Regions from separate parts of the Callithrix jacchus genome. Here region 2 is linked to region 1. Evidence: chromatin contacts called from public Hi-C data. All regions are on one chromosome and are shown on one strand. The core of a region is the stretch at or near the end of the contact, and the rest is flanking DNA. Distances in the headings are between cores, read along the strand shown.

Region 1 (4,478 bases), core at 645-3,144:
TCTCTGAAGTTAAATTACAAGTATTTAATGTATAATGTTTCTCCACTTCTTACCTAGACACTGGATATTCCTCCATGTTAAATGCCCTTGAACTATATTTTTCTTTGCCTGCCATATTTTATTCACTCTTCGTATCTCAGTGTCAATGTTACTTGCTTTTTAGACCCTTTCTAACTCTCACTGAGTTGCACAGCACGTGGCAAAAGCTGTTCTCACTCAATTGTAATATAATTGTCTGTTAAAGACCTTAAACTTTTGAGACTGGAGATGGTTTGCATTCATTGTAGTATCTCCAGTGAGGCACATGCAGTGGGATGTCAAAGAAGGCTTGAACTGAATGGGCGCATATCCTAACAGGGTTTTGCAGGCCAGTAGACCTGGATCTGCACCAATGTTCTGTCTCTTACCATCACTTATTCTTGCTGAACCCGTATGAAAAATGGAAATAATCATCTTACCTTCAAGAGTTGTGAAAAGTCAAACCCAGTTCCTGGCACGAAGTTGGTGCTCAATACATATACATATTCATTTGATCATTATGCTAGTTTGAGCATTCAAGGTTCTTTCCAAAACAGTCATGCACGGCCATTGATAGATGATGAGAAGTCTTAATCTACGTATCAACAAATTTTCTAAAATAATTTTGAACATTGTGAGAGCCAGGGTGAAAGAAACACAGTATTTGAATTTAAAAGACCTGGTTTGATTCATTTTGTGACCTTTCCTCCTGTTAAGTGACATATACACTCATTTATAGCCATCAATGATATTCAAAGCTATTTGCCTTAATGTGTCCCTGAATATGCCTGTTCATTACTAGCTCTAAAAATTTTAAGTGGAATATCAATTACTTATTTATCATTGTTTTCTTTTGGTTCAAAGTGTGCTTTGTTCTCCTAAAGTTCCGAAATAGTGAGGGTGCTGCTGTTGGGGGGCACAGGGCTGGGGGGCAGAGGGCGGGGAGGTGGCGGTAGGAGTTGAGGTTTGGTTTCTGTGGTGCAACAGTGACATCCATTGGCCTGCCTGTTAATGCTATCTATAGAAAAAACCTGCTTCTCTGCTCTGCGACTGTTGGATTTTCTGATATAAAGATACAAAGAGAACAAACTGTCTCTGGGCCCATGTAAGACAAGCCAGTGATCAACAGCTGGTCCCCTGAAGACTGGGCTGGTTTCAGGACTCTTCCAAAGGATACATGTTCTAAGATCAGCACCAGCTGGGTGTTGCCTTCTGGTCATTTGGAGACAATCCTGGAACTGGTCCTCTCCGTGGAGTGTAGTACATTCATTAGGCTGTTGGGAAACCATTGGATTGAGCTCTAGATGTGCTATTGAATGCATAAGCCAGGGCAAATCACTTTGCCACTGGACTTTTCCAGACTGACAAAGTGAAGTTGATAGCAATACCAGCTTTGTAGTTACCAAAGGGCTTTTCCATACATTTTATAATAACTTCCCACAACAATTGTGAAAATTAGGAAAGTACAGATCAGACCTGCTCAGCATCCAACTGACTGTGAGGATGTGAAGCTGAACACCAAATCCCAGGGTTTCAAACCTCAAGCCTTGGTGACTTATATTTGCTGCTCTAGTTGGAATTAACTAAATAATTACAGAAATTCCTGCTTCCTTTCTGGAAACCCCCAGGAGAGGTTCTAAAAATGGAAAATCAAAGGAAAGTCTATGTGGCTGGATGTGAGAGATTGAGCAATGAGTCAGCATCTTTAAGTAGAAATAGATTTGCATTGCTGGCTGTCATCTCCATAAAGAACATAACAGGAAATAGCAAGACTAAAAATAATTATTTTCGCCTACTATGTGTCAGATACTCTGTTAAGCATTAAGATTGGAGGATAAAATAGACAAACTGTTTCATACCGTCCAGAGCCTCACTGTCAAGTGAGGGATACAGAGTAGGAACAGTGACTCATATGTCATAGTGTGGTAAGTGTTACATCAAGCATTCCTGCAGGATGCTACCCTTCCAAAGCCCCGTGTGTGTGTGTGTGTGTGTGTGTGTGTGTGCCCACTTGTGTGCTTGGTAGGATCCAAGTAGTGACTACCATAGGTACCTTTGGATAGATGATAAACAGGTGAATAGTGTCAGTTCAACTGGAAGCCAAAATAGCAAACTTTTTTCAATATCAAAACCAAGTAGTTTGCAAAACTGACACATCAGATACCTAACACATACAAAAAGAAAACCCAAAGATTCAATTGCACTTTGTATCATTTCATAGTAAATCTTTTTTTGGAAACAATTAGGGAATTTGTAACTAATTATTGTAAAATCCACCACTGACTCACTGGTAAAGCCTTTTCAAATCACTGTTATGATTAAACAAGCCAAAAAAAAAATGGCTAATCTAAAAATGGATCTCATTCAGATCCCATTCTTCCTTCTCGGTTGGCCCTCTAGCAGGAAAGCTTGGTTCTGGTGTCCCCTCTGATTAAATGATCTCATTGGAACCCTCATTGTGAATACTCCAGGCCCATCCTTCAGCCACCTCTCCTCTCCCTCGAAGCAGCTTCCGATGTAAACGAACTCTTCCTTGCTGCAGAGGCTCAAGAGCATCGATCACTCCCCACTTACAGGCAGAAGTCAACAGCAGACTCCAGGCACCTTGCCAAGAGGGCAGGCCCGGTGACTGAGTTCTTTACTCCCCTACTCCCCCACCACCTAGCCATTTGGATCCCTTTGGAAAAAGTGGCACCCACAGTTTAAAACATCACTTCTCATATTGGTCATTCGGGTTTAGAGCCACATGTTAGACAAACTGAGATTTTAGCCTATAATTGTTGGCTTTCCTTGAAATTCTTACATATATGTAACAACACCAAAGAATAAATCAGGACTCTAGTGATGTTGCCGTGGGCTTTGAGAAGCTTTATTTGTTTATTTATTTATTTATGAGATGGAGTCTCACTCTGTTACCCAGGCTGGAGTGCTATGGCATGATATTGGCTCACTGCAACCTCCGCCTCCCAGGTTCAAACCATTCTCCTGCTTCAGTCTCCAAAGTAGCTGGGACTACAGGTGTGTGCCACCATGCCTGGCTAATTTTTGCATTTTTAGTAGGAATGCAGTTTTGTCATGTTGGCCAGGCTGGTCTGCAACTCCTGACCTCAGGTGATCCACCCTCCCCAGTCTCCCAAAGTGCTGAGATTACAGGTATGAGCCACTGCGCCCTACCTGAGAAGCCTTTTTAACAAAATAAGAAAAAATGAGTTCATTTTGACTGAAGCAACCCATCTAAAATATGCATATGCTAAAGAAACCAAGAATGAAGTTGGGCAGGGGTACTTCAGAGACTGTGCTCAGATGCTGGGTATCACACAGAGGCCACCAGACTCAAGAGTGTGAAGCTAACTGCCCCTCCCCATTTCACACGTACCTCTCACATATGTCAGGGCACTGCCACCCGCCTCTGTGCACCCCAGTCCCCTCCAGAGCCCATCTTGCTTGCAAAGCTCCAGCACCATCAGCATCTTCACCATTCATCTTTTAGCAATTTGTACTTGGGTATAGAATAAATGCACAAGGAGCCCTTTGCAGGACTATCTGGTTAAGTGCATAGAGTGATTTGAGGTCCTCTGTAGAGGTCTCACTGCCCAAAAATCTTTCACCCAACTGCTTAAGATCCCATATCAGTCTATGAGGGGCTCATCCATTTGAGTTAATTCTTACCTTGTCTGTTTTTAAATACCCCTTGGAGAGAATCATCAACACCTCAGTGATAACTAGTCTGTCACATACTGATTGAATTATTATTTTTAAATTTATTTTAATTAATTATTTATTTGCGATGGAGTTTTGCTCTCTTGCCCAGGCTGGAGTGTAATGGCACCATCTCAACTCACTGCAACCTCCGCCTCCCAGGTTCAAGTGATTCTTCTGCCTCAGCCTCCCAAGTAGCTGGGATTACAGATGCCTGCCACCATGCCCAGCTACTTTTTCAATTTTTGGTAGAGAAAGGGTTTCACCATGTTAACCAGGCTGGTCTCAAACTCCTGACCTCAGGTGATCCACCCACCTTGGCCTCCTAAATGCTGGGATTATAGGTATGAGCCACTGCACCTGGCTTGATGAATTATTATTTTTTTATTTGTGGGTGGTTGTTTGTTTTTTTGAGACAGAGTCTCACTCTGTCACCCAGGCTGAAGTGCAGTAGCATGATCGCAGCTCACTACAGCCCTGAACTCCTGGTCTCCAGTGATCCTCCCATCTCAGCTTCTTGAGTAACTGGGACAACTGGCATGTACCACCATAGCCTGCTTACTTTTTTATTTTTTGTAAAGATAGGGTCTCACTGTTACCAAAACTGGTCTTGAACTCTTGGCCTCAAGTGATCCTCCTGCCTCAGTCTCCCAAAGTGCTGGGATTATAAATGTGAGCCACAGCAACTGGCTTAATTTGTTTTTAAAGATATTTTTCTTGAGAGATAATTTATATAAAATGTGTGACTCTTTAGTATTCCA
Region 2 (4,478 bases), core at 1,413-3,912, 150 kb before region 1:
ATTTGGAATTTTGGGACATTTGGCTAATTTTTTCCATATAGAATTACACATATTCAGAAGTAAGCTAGGAGTCCTTTTCTTATTGGATCATTTAGGTTAACTTAGGTCTAAAATTCTTAGATGTGTATTGCTCTCATCTCCTAGATCCTTGAAATTTGCCAAAATTTAGATTATTTTTGGCAGAATTGAGCAAATATGAACACTTCCAATGTCAGTAAGGAAGTGTTAAAATGGGTACTTCCATGAACTATTGGTGGGCCTGTGAAATGGTGCAGGCACTCTGAAAATAAATTTTCCAGTGCCAAAATCCTCAGTAAAGATCGTAATTTCAGACTCTATACTTTTCCTTCTATAAATATATCATGAAAATACTGATATCCAGACCAAGATTTGTATATAAGACCTCATCAGCATTATTTTATAGTACAAAAATGTTGAAATCAATTTAAAAATATTTATCTCTGCATTAAAAAAGGCTGAAAGGGAATATACCAAATTGTAATAATGTTATCTCTGAAGAATGGGATGAGGCAAAGTCAGTATAATGAGTAATGAAAAGGGGGCAAGAGCACAGATTGTACTAGTTACAGACTGGAGTTCTCTCTCTGCCAGATGTAGCTGAATGGCTTTTGGCAAGTTACTTAACCTTTCTAAGCCTCAATTTCCTTAAATATACGATGGCAATAGTAATAGTTGTTGCCTTACAGAGTGACTGAAAGAATTGAGTGAGATATACACAAAGTGCTTAGCACAGTAGTTGATCCACAGTGAATGCTAAGTGTTAGCTCTCATTGTCTTTGGTCATCTGGTCTTGTCATACACAACTGCACAATCCTGTGGAAATGTTTCCACTGAATGAGATGCGTATGGATTTGGACATACTGGCATTTGCTGCCATGTGCATCAGTGGGCTTAGCTGTTGAGGACTCGATGTGTGCATGTGATGTGAGTATGATTGACCAGAGAGGTAGGATGGCACAGGGGAAAGAACAAGGAGACTTCGGTCCCAATCTAGGTCTTGGTTTCCCTCATCTGTAAAGTGAAGGGAGCTGGACTGCAGAATTTCTAAGTCTCTTCTGCCTCTAAAAAGTTCATTTCTCACTGGGCACAGGGGCTTACACATATAATCCCAGCACTTTGGGAGGCCGGGGCAAGTAGATCACCTGAGGTCAGGTGTTCAAGCCCAGCCTAGCCAACATAGTGAAACCCTGTCTCTACTAAAAACACAAAAAAATTAGCCAGGCATGGTAGTGGTCGCCTGTAATCCCAGCTACTCGGGAGGCTGAGGCAGGAGAACTGCTTGAACCTGGGAGGCGGAGATTGCAGTGCGCTGAGATCACACCACTGCACTCCAGCCTGGGCAACAAGAGGGAAACTCTGTCTCAAAAAAAAAAAAAAGTTCATTTCTCAGTGCCACAGCAACTGTGAATTTAGACTTTCTTCTCCTAAACACAAGGTGGCAGCAAAAGACAAGGCTCTTGGCTGTCATTTGCTAAAACCAGTAGGATAAGATGGTATTCTCTATTTATACCATGTTATAAAGTAAAACATCTAGATGGCTTAAGATCACTACCTGCTCTTAGTGGTTTCTATGAGGCCAAAGTTTAATGTCCTTAGAATTATGCTTCTATCACTATAATCGGAATTCCCCTACTCTTTCAATATATCCACTGAAGGAATTGAGCCACCACTCAACAATACCTCTGCCTAAAATTTCTCCAAGGCTTTTTCCATCACTTCTACTGCTTCTTGGAAGAATACCCTTCAAGTTCTCACCTGTGATAAGCAGGGGACTTGCTGGCAAAATAGCAGCTATGTGCTTTATACGATTAAAAACAACCTCTGCCTTCCAGGATCAGGGAGGATTTGCAGTATGGGGGCTTGGTAGTGCTCTCCCAGGGAAATAAATTTCAAATAAAACACCCATGTGTTACCAGTCTATTCAGATATGTTCCATTTATAAACAATGGTAGGAAATCTTGATGATCTGTGTGTTGGGTCTCTGTGATCCTTGGTGGGAGCTGGTGACTCCTGGCCAGCGAGGCTGGAAAAGGGTAGTAAGAAGGTGGGAGACAGACCATGAAGTGAAATGGAAAACCCCATTGCAGAAATGGAGTGAAGGGCCTGTCCTCAGATAAAGGTAGTTCTGAAGATCCCCAGGGAAGAGGCCAGGGGCCTAGTTGAGACACAGGTGAGGTGACCCTCAGATTTTCAACCTGAGACCAGGGGGAGTGGACATGAAGCCTAAATAGAAAGATCCTCTTTCATCAGGGACTTTGGGGATTTCCAGGCAGAAGCTGACCTGAGTGAGGCAGTGGGAGTAGAATGGAAGGGCTAAAAAGACAGGGCCAAAGGTCAAGTTAAAGGATTGACATATAGAGTACAAGGAAATTGACACAAATACCAGGAAGAAGTTGTTTAATTGTTCTGACGGATTCCACGTGACTTGATCACCTGGAAACTGCTTTTGCAACCCCCAGAATGGCATTGGGCTCATATCCTAAGATTCCAAAGCAGAGGGGATCTCCAGAGGAGAGGGAGGAGGGCAGATTATGAACAGAGCCTTGTTTTTCAGAGAGGATCCTCTTCTTTCTTTTCTTCCTGCTAAGTGGTAAGAGCAGAAAATCATCAAGGAAAGCAGCAGAAGAAACTGGCAGATCTGGAATGTGGGCCATTTTCTCACCACAATGTGGGCTTCCTCACTTCCCCAGGATTCTACCTGTTTTAGGGGTCGCACCCTCTGCAGGGTGCTTGGGGATCAAGGGACAAGAAGGGAAAATAACCTTTCAACTGGTGGCCTTTTTGGTAGCTACTATCTAAACTACCTCCAAAATGATTTGGGGTGGGAAGAGGAAAGAAACCCTAACCTGGACCTAAGGGATTTGAGGTAGGGATCGGGTACTTCAGTGAGCATGGAATCACACACTTCTCTTTCAACTTGATGAGGTGCTCCCACGAAGGGAAAGTTAGCAGAAAATTTGGTAAAGGCCTTATCACAGGCCGGAGATATGACCGACTACGGTGAGCTCTCAGGAGGAGCTAGGGTAGAAAATGGTTAGTTAATGTTTTGCTGAAATACAGGAAAGAAACAAGGTGGATTGGATCATAACTAACATCCTTGACCATATCATGAAGGCACCCAAACCGTGGAGTGCACCCACATCTGCATGAACAAGTCTTGTGAAATGCTTTGTTGCTTGCGGTAGCCACCCAGCTCAGGCCTGCCATGGTGCTAAGTTACCCTCCACAGATGCAGGGCTTCCAGCTTCCATCCAGGAGTGGGAGCAACAGGTTGACTTTGTGTCAAAGATTGATCCTTCCTTTCCTTTGACTTCAAAGGTCCCTCCATGGAACTGTTCTACTGTCAGGACTTTCATGATTCCCTAACAGAGGCCTTGCATCTATGCTTTTGACTCTGAAAGTGAGACAATGCCAGCTAAACACAAGGAAAGCTGTTCAAGCTGACTGTGGGAGAAGGGGAAGCTGGTTGCTGATTCTAATTCTAATGTTTGGGGGAAAATAATACTTTTTTTTTCCTTTTCTTTTGAGACAGAGTCTTGCTTTGTCACCCAGGCTGGAGTGCAGTGTCATGATATTGCTCACTGCAACCTCCCTCTCCCAGATTCAAGTGATTCTCATGCCTCAGCCTCCTGAATAGCTGAGATTACAGGCACCTGCCACCATACCCAGCTAACTGTATTTTTAGTAGAGACAGGATTTCACCATATTGATCAGGCTGGTCTCAAACTCCTGACCTCAGGTGATCCATCTGCCTCGGCCTCCCAAAGTCCTGGGATTACAGGCATTAGCCACCATGCCTGGCAGGAAAATAATACTTTTATCTCACTGATCACATTTACTGGTAGTATGCTTTAAGCAGGAAACAAGAACTGGGTAATTGCGGTAGAAAAGCCTTTAAGAGAAAAATGACTTCATTGTCATTAGCAAACACCCACAGAAATAATAGTTCTGACCTTAGCTGGTAGGCACTGAGAAAATTCTGAGGATAAAGGAGGAGTCTGGAGGACTTGGAACTTTGATTTTTCTTATCTGGGTCAGACACTGATCTTTAAAAAATGACATACGTTATATAGTCATTAACTTATCACTGAAAGTGTTCTGCTGCTACACAGTTCCTGGGGTAGGGGTAGAACCCTTGAGTTCATTGGCCCAATGGCCTATATTAAAAATCAATCAAGACCTAAAGGGAAGCAAAAAACAACTTAATTGACTTAAAAAAAAACTTTAAGCCACTCACTGGTTTAAGTAAAAAATATAAAGCTTAGCAGCAATTTTCAGCCACTTTGGAAAACAGTTGGGAAGTTTCTCAAAAATTTAAACATGGACTTATCATATGGCCAGGAATTCCACTCCTAGTAAATACCCAAGAAAAATGAAAACATACATCCAAACAAATGTTCATAGTAGCATTATTCATGATAGTCAAAAAGTAGAGAAACCCAAACTTTTGTTAACTG

The links. Hi-C and Micro-C count contacts between places; a contact is called where the count stands out from the background.
Region 2: a Hi-C map of induced pluripotent stem cells shows a contact between it and region 1, with 5 times the contacts expected there. The contact joins two enhancer-like sites. A contact is called at or near these places in 3 of 3 Hi-C or Micro-C datasets (induced pluripotent stem cells and skeletal muscle).

Annotation. Positions count from the first base shown.
Region 1 is chr3:121,395,122-121,399,599 of calJac240_pri, reverse strand. All of the region lies in intron 4 of SHROOM3 (shroom family member 3), which reads left to right. Among named protein-coding and RNA genes, the nearest start is that of CCDC158, 240 kb to the left of the region's middle. Within about 2 kb of position 1,894, at least 3 of the 16 cell types and tissues checked have an H3K27ac peak or open chromatin away from gene starts, as enhancers often do.
Region 2 is chr3:121,550,110-121,554,587 of calJac240_pri, reverse strand. All of the region lies in intron 3 of SHROOM3 (shroom family member 3), which reads left to right. Among named protein-coding and RNA genes, the nearest start is that of CCDC158, 85 kb to the left of the region's middle. Within about 2 kb of position 2,662, at least 2 of the 16 cell types and tissues checked have an H3K27ac peak or open chromatin away from gene starts, as enhancers often do.